Regions from separate parts of the Oryctolagus cuniculus genome. Here region 2 is linked to region 1. A link is a contact called in public Hi-C data. All regions are on one chromosome and are shown on one strand. The core of a region is the stretch at or near the end of the contact, and the rest is flanking DNA. Distances in the headings are between cores, read along the strand shown.

Region 1 (3,633 bases), core at 345-2,844:
GTGAGAGATGGGCATCCCAACTGCCGGGCCCAGCACCTGCCCCCAGCTCCCACCCCCATTCTAAGGCTGTTAAATTATTTGAAATATAGTGCAGGTGGTGTATGTGTGTGGGGTGTGGCGTATGGGTATGTGAGATGTGTGTGTGTGTGTGGTGTGTATGCTTGGTGTGTATGGGGCATGTGGTATATGGGTGTGTTGTGTGGTTTGTATGTGGTGTGTGTATGGTGTGTATGGGATGTGTGTTTGGGAGTGTGGTGTATACGTGAATAGTGTGGGGTATATGGGGTATTTGGTGTGTATAGATAGGGTGTGTATGTGTGATGTGTGTATATGGGATGTGTTATATGTGTGGTGTGTATGGAATGGTGGTATATATGTGATATGTGTGCGTGCTGTATAGGGTGCGTGTTGTGATTGTGAGGTGTGTGTACATGTGATGTGTGTTGTGTGTGATATATGTATGGGGTGTGTTGTATGTGTGATGTGTATGGGGTGTGTGTGATGTGTGAGTTGTGTTGTATGTGTGTGGGGTGTGATGTGTATGTGTGTGTGCTGGATGGGGTGTGTGTTGTGTGTGTTGTGTGTATGTGAGATCGATGTTGTGTGATGTGTATGTATGGGGTGTGTTGTATGTGTGGTGTGTATGGGATGGGTGTATGGGGTATGGTGGTGTGTATGTGATGTGTGCTGTAGGGTGCGTGTTGTGTGGTGTATGTGTTATGTGTGTGAATGGGGTGTGTTGTATGTATATGGTGTGTTTGGGGTTGGTGTAAGGGGTGTGGTGTATATGTGATGTGTGTGTGGTATGTATGTGTGATACATGTGTGGGGTGTGTGGTATGTATGGGGTGTGGTGTGTATGGTGTGTGTGCTGTATTGGGTGCATGTTGTGTGTATGGGGTGTGTGCTGTATGGGGTGGGTGTTGTGTGGTGTGTATGGGGTGTGGTGTGTGTGCTGTGTCAGGTGCGTGTTGTGTGTATGGGGTGTGGTGTGTATGGTGTGTGTGCTGTATCGGGTGCGTGTTGTGTGTATGGGGTGTGGTGTGTATGGTGTGTGTGCTGTATCAGGTGCGTGTTGTGTGTATGGGGTGTGGTGTGTATGGTGTGTGTGCTGTATCGGGTGCGTGTTGTGTGTATGGGGTGTGGTGTGTATGGTGTGTGTGCTGTATTGGGTGCGTGTTGTGTGTATGGGGTGTGGTGTGTATGGGTGCGTGTTGTGTGTGTGTGTGTGCTTGTGTGTGGCATGTGAGTGAGTGAGCAAGTGCACCTGCAGGAGGGGTGGGGGAGAGCTGTTTTCCGTCCTCTGATGGACGTCACGGACGCCCACAGCAGCCAAGGCTGGGCCGGGCTGCAGCCAGGAGCTCCACTCGGGTCTCCCACATGGGTACGGGGCCCACGCTGCCTTAATGAAGCTGGGTCAGAAGTGGAGGCGGGGACCCTCCCCCCGGCACTCTGATACAGGAGGTAGGAGTCTGAGCAGTGGCCTGCCTGCTGTCTCACAGCACCTGTGCCCCCCTCCCCAACTTTATTAGTGTGTTTGAGAAATGCGCACAGATATACCCAGCCACGCACATACACCCAGGCACACATACCCAGACACAACGGTGGCCGAGGCTGAGGGTGGGAGCACAGCCCAGGATGCCCGTGGGGGTGTGCCTGTCCTCCCCCAGGGTAAATGCCAGCTCCCTCGCTCTGCTCATGCAGAAGGCATTTCCCGGCCACTCAGCCGCCTCCTCGCCCTCTGGGGTCCAGGCCCCCAGGCCCGAGTGCAGCAGCCTCCCTGCAGCCTGCGTCCCTGCTTCGGGAGCTACCCCGGCCCTCTCCTTGGACCCAGGATGGGCGTGCGAGTGGGGAGGTGTTTTTAGGCGAATCTGAAGTCTCCCTTCACTCAGCGCGCACAGTAAGAGCCGGAAGCTGCCTGGTTTTGTGCGAAGTGACCCCAGAAGCGGCGCGGTTACAGCCGTGTGCCCCGTCCGCTGACTTCCTCCCCCTGCCCTGAGGCGGAGCCGCGAGGACACGCACGTGTTTCTGGTGATTTAATGGCAATCTTGGCTGTGCATTCATTTAAAAACAGAACTGGAGCCGGTCCATGGAGACTTCGGCAAAGCAGCCCCCCGGGAGCCACGCTGGCTCCTCCCTCAGGCGCACCCCGCTGGGATGTGGGCCTTGGCAGCCTCAGGAGGCTAGAGGATTGGGTGTGTGTGTGAGCTGTGGCTGTGGGTCTGTGCCACTCACATGCCGGCCGCTGTGTTGCCCTGGTCTCGCGACGGCGTGGGTGTGCAGGAAGAAGGGGAGCGTTGGATTTCCCCAGCCAGGGTCCTGCCCTGCCCTGGGGGGGCAGAGGCATTGCCAGGGACACAGGGCAGGGCTCGTGGCCTGGGGTGGCAGAGTGTATCCATAGCCACGTCCTGTGGTCCTTGGGCTGGTGCGTGGAGGTGTGGCCAGGGTGTACAAGTGAGGGCACTGGAGACGGGGTTGGGGGTTGGGGAGGCCACAGAGCCCGAGTGATGGAAACAGAACCCAGAATCGTGGCCCCGACTGAACGCCTCGTCACGGGCGATATGAGTTTTGCTTCTTAAGGATCTGAACACAGTCTAAAAATTCTAACTTTTTAAATGTGAAAGTAATAAGCTTTTATTATAAAAATTAGATAACAGCTACTGGGAGGAACTGGTGCCCAGCGGTAACTGCGCTGTGTTTGGCCCCCTGCCCGTCTCGTGTGCGTGTGGAGAGAGAAGTGTCACTTCTGATGACGTTAGGACTAGCCAGCCCTGGGCATCGGACGGCCCGCGTGTGGGGGTCAGCCAGTCTCGGCCTGAAATAGGTCAGCACTTGGACTGAATGTGCGGACTTTCCTTGTTAGTCCCTAACACGTTCAACAGCTGTTTACGTAGTGCTTGGACGTGAGGGCTGACAACGCCGGGGGGGGGGGGGGGGGGCGGGGGGGAAGGCTGAGTAAGGTGCAGGCCCCGCCTCCTGTGGGAGGGGCTTTGGTGTCTGGGGCGGGGACCCTGAGCCAGAGGAGCCGGAGGCCGAGTCGTGCAGGCTGTGGACGCTAGGTGGTTGCCAGCCTTCCCTGGCAGCAGCGCTGCTGGGGTAAACACGTGTGTGTATGCGCGTGTGCGCGTGCGCGGTTTTCTGGGGGCCGACTCCGGTGAGTGTGCCGCCCGGGCTGTCTCCAGAAAGAGGCTCGCTGATGGCCACAGCCTGCGTCAGCTCGGGGCGGTGACGGCACAAAGTAGAAGAAAGACCGTGTCATTTCCGCTCGCGTAGAGAAGGTGATCAGCTGCAGGGCCTCCCCCGGCTCCGCCGCCCGGGCGCTCACGGCCGCCTTCTCCCCTCAGGAGCAGCAGGGCCTCCCCTGGCTCCGCCGCCCGGGTGCTCACGGCCACCTTCTCCCCTCAGGAGCAGCAGCAGCTCTACCTGCGGTCGGCCGTGGTGTCCTCCGCCACCTTCGAGCAGCCCAGTCGGCAGGTGAAGCTCTGGGTGAAGATGGTGACGCCGCTCATCAAGAACTTCTTCTGAGGACAGACAGGTGCTGTTGCCCGGGGCGCTCTCGCGGGCGTGGGGCTCCTCCCTGGTGCTCAGCCCCAAGGACGCACAGGGCGGGTCTCGCCCCCTTCTGCCAGGTCCT
Region 2 (3,633 bases), core at 645-3,144, 45 kb before region 1:
CGTCGGCCCCCTGGCCCTCTCCCGGAGCAGCGGCGGGCCTGCCTTCCTCCACACTGGATTCTTGTGCTTGCACCACGGAGCAGAGGGGACCCAGGCCCCCCTCCCAGACCCCCGCCGCCTGCCGACTAAAGCGGGGCGTCGTACTGGTCCAGGAACTCCCGAATTGGCCCCGGCAGCTGGGTGACCTTCTCGTAGGAGTCCAGGTGGCCGTTGACCGTCTTCCGGCAGAGATGCTGCAGGGTGGCCACGGTGGAGGACAGCGGCCGGCTCAACACCAGGGGGATCTTCTCGCCCCCGGAGTAGATGTAGTAGGCTCGGCGCGGGGGGCTCCCGGGCGGCGGCGGCTGCTCGGGCTCCTCCGAGGCCTCGGGGGCTGGGGGCTCCGGGGAGGGCGGGGCGTCCGCAGGCGGCATGTAGTGCCGCACCAGCTTCAGCACGCAGTCGAAGCGGGGCACAGGCTGCGTGCTCCGGGGGTCGCTCTGCAGCGAGAAGCTGCCCCCCTCGCACTGGATGCGCAGGTTCTTGGTCCCCGACTGGGTCTTGACGCTCAGCGTGAAGAAGTGGCGCTGGTCCGAGCTGTCGCGGATGAGGAAGGTGCCGGCGGGCTGCGCGCTGAGCAGCAGGTTCGCCTCGCCGCCCGTCACCGCGCTCCAGTAGAAGCCGCTCTCCTGTAGCTTGCGCACTGCGTTCACCACCAGCTGGTACTCGCTCTTGGAGCTGAAGGTCTTGAGGCGCAGGCTGGTGTCCAGCGGGCGGCTCATCCCGGCGGCGGGAAACTTGCTGTGGGTGACCATGGCGCACGGAGCCAGCGTGGATCTGCGCGGCGGCGGCTGCAGCTGCTTCACGGCCTCCGCACAGCGGCCGCTACCGCATCCCGGGGGGCTGCGGGGAGGAAGGCGCACGCCGCGTGAGTGCCCGGAACCCTCCAGCGCGCCCAGCCCGCCCCGGCTCCCCTGCCTCCACCCGGTGCGCGGGGCATCCCCCGCTTCGGAGGCCCCCGCGGCGACCCGGGCACCGCGCAGAGTCGGCCCTGCCCCCGTCGCCGGGGTGGTCCCGGGCGGCCCCTTCCCCAGCGCGCACCAGGAGGGCGCCGAGTGGGAAACTCGAGCGCGCGGAAGTTGGGTCTCTAGGAGCGCCGCCCGGCCCGGCAGCGGGAGAGGGCTCCCGGGACGCTCCGGGCGCCTCTCAGTCCCGGGGAGAAACCCGAGGCTTGGGGGTGGGGAGCGGACGGGAGAAGCCGGAGCGCCCCAGCCCGAGCATTCCGGGAACCTGGGATCTCCGGCTCCCATCCGCTCAGCCCCTGCCTCGTCCCCTCCCTGCCGGGAACAGCCCGGGAAGGGGAGGGGACACCGGGCAAAGCTCCGGGCGCTAAGCAAGACCCCCCTCGCGGCCCTCCCCACGCCGCACCCCTCCTTCCTACCTTCGTCCCGAACCCAAGTCTCCAGCCTCCGGGCTGCGCCTCCTGCGGCCCCCCGAGGCGAGGCGGCGGCGGCGGCCAAGCGGTGGCCCGCGCAGCGCGCAGATGTTGGCGGCCGCGAAGTCCACAAAGGGGCCCCGGCGTGCCCGTCCTGAAGCCCGGGTCGGGCCGGTCTCTCAGGGAGGAGGTAGGGGCCGCGGCGGGCACGGAGCCGGCGGCGCGCGGGGCCGGAGCGGCGGCGGCGGCGGCGGCGGCGCGGGGCGCGGGGCGCGGGGCGGGAGCCGCGGCCGGGGCCGCGCGCGCGGGTATATAGGCGGCCTCCGCCCCGCCCCCCGGTTCCTGGAACTGCGCGGCCGGCCTTCTTGTAATGTTTAGTCACTACTCGCAGCGCCGGAGGCTGCGCCCGCGAGGGCGGGGCCGGCCGGGCGGGCCGCGGGCAGGGGCCGCGCGGCACAGGCGCGCGCAGACAAAGCGCCAGCCCGGGCGGCCCGGCGGCCGGCGGGCGCGGCGCCAGCCCCGGCGGCGCGTTCCTGGCAGCGGCCCCTCCCCCGCGCCCCGCCCCCGGCGGCTCATTCACACTTTCCCCCGCCCCCTCCCTTCTAAGAAGGCCGGTTTCTGGCGGGGGCGGGCGCGCCGCGAGCGAGCGCAGGCACTTCTAGGAGGCCGGCCGGGAGAGGCTCCCTGGTACCCTTTTTTGCTTTTCCCGGACCCCGCGGGGACACCCCCTCGCCCCCACCCGGGCCGGCCCAAAGTCCCGATGGCTGCCCCAGGCCGGCCGAAGGGGAGCCGGGGCCTGTTCTCCGCCGGGCCGTGGAGGGGCGGGGGCGGCGAGGGTCTGAGCCAGGAGCTGCTGGAGGTGGGCGCGCGCGGCCTCACCTGTGGGCTGCGTCGCTGAAGCGAGGCCGGGAGTCCCCGGGGGTGGGGGGTGGGGGACACAGCCTGCGTGGCAGCTCGGCCCGCCGCCGGGCTCTCTGGAGGCGCAGACACGGGTGCCAGACCCTCGCCCCCGTGCACGCACGTACACACCCAGAAAAAGCCGCGTCCACGCGCACGTCTGTTCCGGACCCGCGTGGATCGAGCCAGGTGCTGCTGTCCCCGAGGCCTCTTAGGGACGCCAGGGTGCTGCCCCGCGCACGCTAGGGGGCGCCCTGGGGTCTCGTAGGGGCCGGCGGGAATGGCTTGGGAGGGAGCTGCAGGGGATGGTGGATGCCTAAGAGGGGGGCGCTCACCACCCGGGCCGGGTCAGCCTGGGAGTAAAAGTTAGGCAGGCGAGAACTCGCGGGTGGTGCAGCCGCGCCCGGGACGTGTCTCCCGTGTCGCCTGCTGTGAGAAGAGGAAGATGGAGGATGAAGAGGAGACCAGGGGAGGACACAGGACTGAGTTGCTCTTGGTCACGGTGGTTCCGGCTGGGGGACCCGGCGGCAGCTCCGGCGGCAGCTCCGTGGGCAGAGCAGCCGTGAGCAGAAATCGGGTTCCTTCTGCAGGGGGACATTGGCTTGGTCCACACAGTTCACAAGCACTGGGTGCCGGGTGCCGGGTGCCGAGCGAGGTATCCCCGGGGTGGGGTGGGGGGGTGAGTGAGACCCAGGCTGCGCCCTCACAGTACTTGCAGCCCGAGGAGCGGGCTGGGGCTGCGGCTGCTTCTCCTCTCCGCACCCCGCGCCTCACCCTCTCCCCACCCCTTGCCGGCCTGCCCAGCCGTGGAGGACGGGAGTAGCCCTGGAGTTAATGGAGGAGAAAGTGCTTTGTAAGTGACAAGAGTCCATTCGTCCGTCCATCCCGGGGAGCTGCCTGCAGGACCTGTTTCAGCCTGGCCTGGCGCTGGGACCAGCAAGCAGGGTGGATCCCGCTGGGACCAGCGGCCTGGGACCTGGGCTGGGGGAGCCTTGGCTAGGGTGGTGACCGGCCGGCAGAGGTTGTTTAGCAGGTGTTGGGAGAGGGCAAAGAATTCCGGAACGCCAGGAATCCCAGCCTGCTTCTCCCAAAACAAGTCCCCAGGGAGCGGGCTGTTGGGGGGGAGGGGCCTTTGCCGGGGAGCCTAAGGGGGTCCAAGGGAGCGGCGGAAATTTGCAGAGTCCAGGGGGACGGGGTAGAGGTTTGGGGGGTAGGTGGGTTGGGGTAGAGGCGGGGCCAGCAGGCCTGCCTGGGGCTCAGGGCGGGGCTCCTGGGTTCTAAGTCTGGAGACTCCACTGCTCACTGGGCTCCACCACTGCCCA

The links. A called contact is a pair of places that touch in the nucleus more often than the background predicts.
Region 2: a Hi-C map of an unstated tissue shows a contact between it and region 1, with 4 times the contacts expected there. The contact joins the promoter of SOCS3 here to the enhancer-like site in region 1. A contact is called at or near these places in 3 of 6 Hi-C or Micro-C datasets (ear pinna, liver and an unstated tissue).

Annotation. Positions count from the first base shown.
Region 1 is chr17:3,083,367-3,086,999 of mOryCun1.1, reverse strand. PGS1 (phosphatidylglycerophosphate synthase 1) reads left to right here. Exons shown (of 10, transcript XM_051841566.2): 9 at 3,405-3,534. The coding sequence ends at 3,524. Among named protein-coding and RNA genes, the nearest start is that of PGS1, 32 kb to the left of the region's middle. Within about 2 kb of position 1,594, at least 1 of the 8 cell types and tissues checked has an H3K27ac peak or open chromatin away from gene starts, as enhancers often do.
Region 2 is chr17:3,128,833-3,132,465 of mOryCun1.1, reverse strand. It overlaps SOCS3 (suppressor of cytokine signaling 3), which reads right to left and starts at 1,894. Exons shown (of 2, transcript XM_008252845.3): 1 at 1,421-1,894; 2 at 1-882. The coding sequence starts at 794. The coding sequence ends at 126.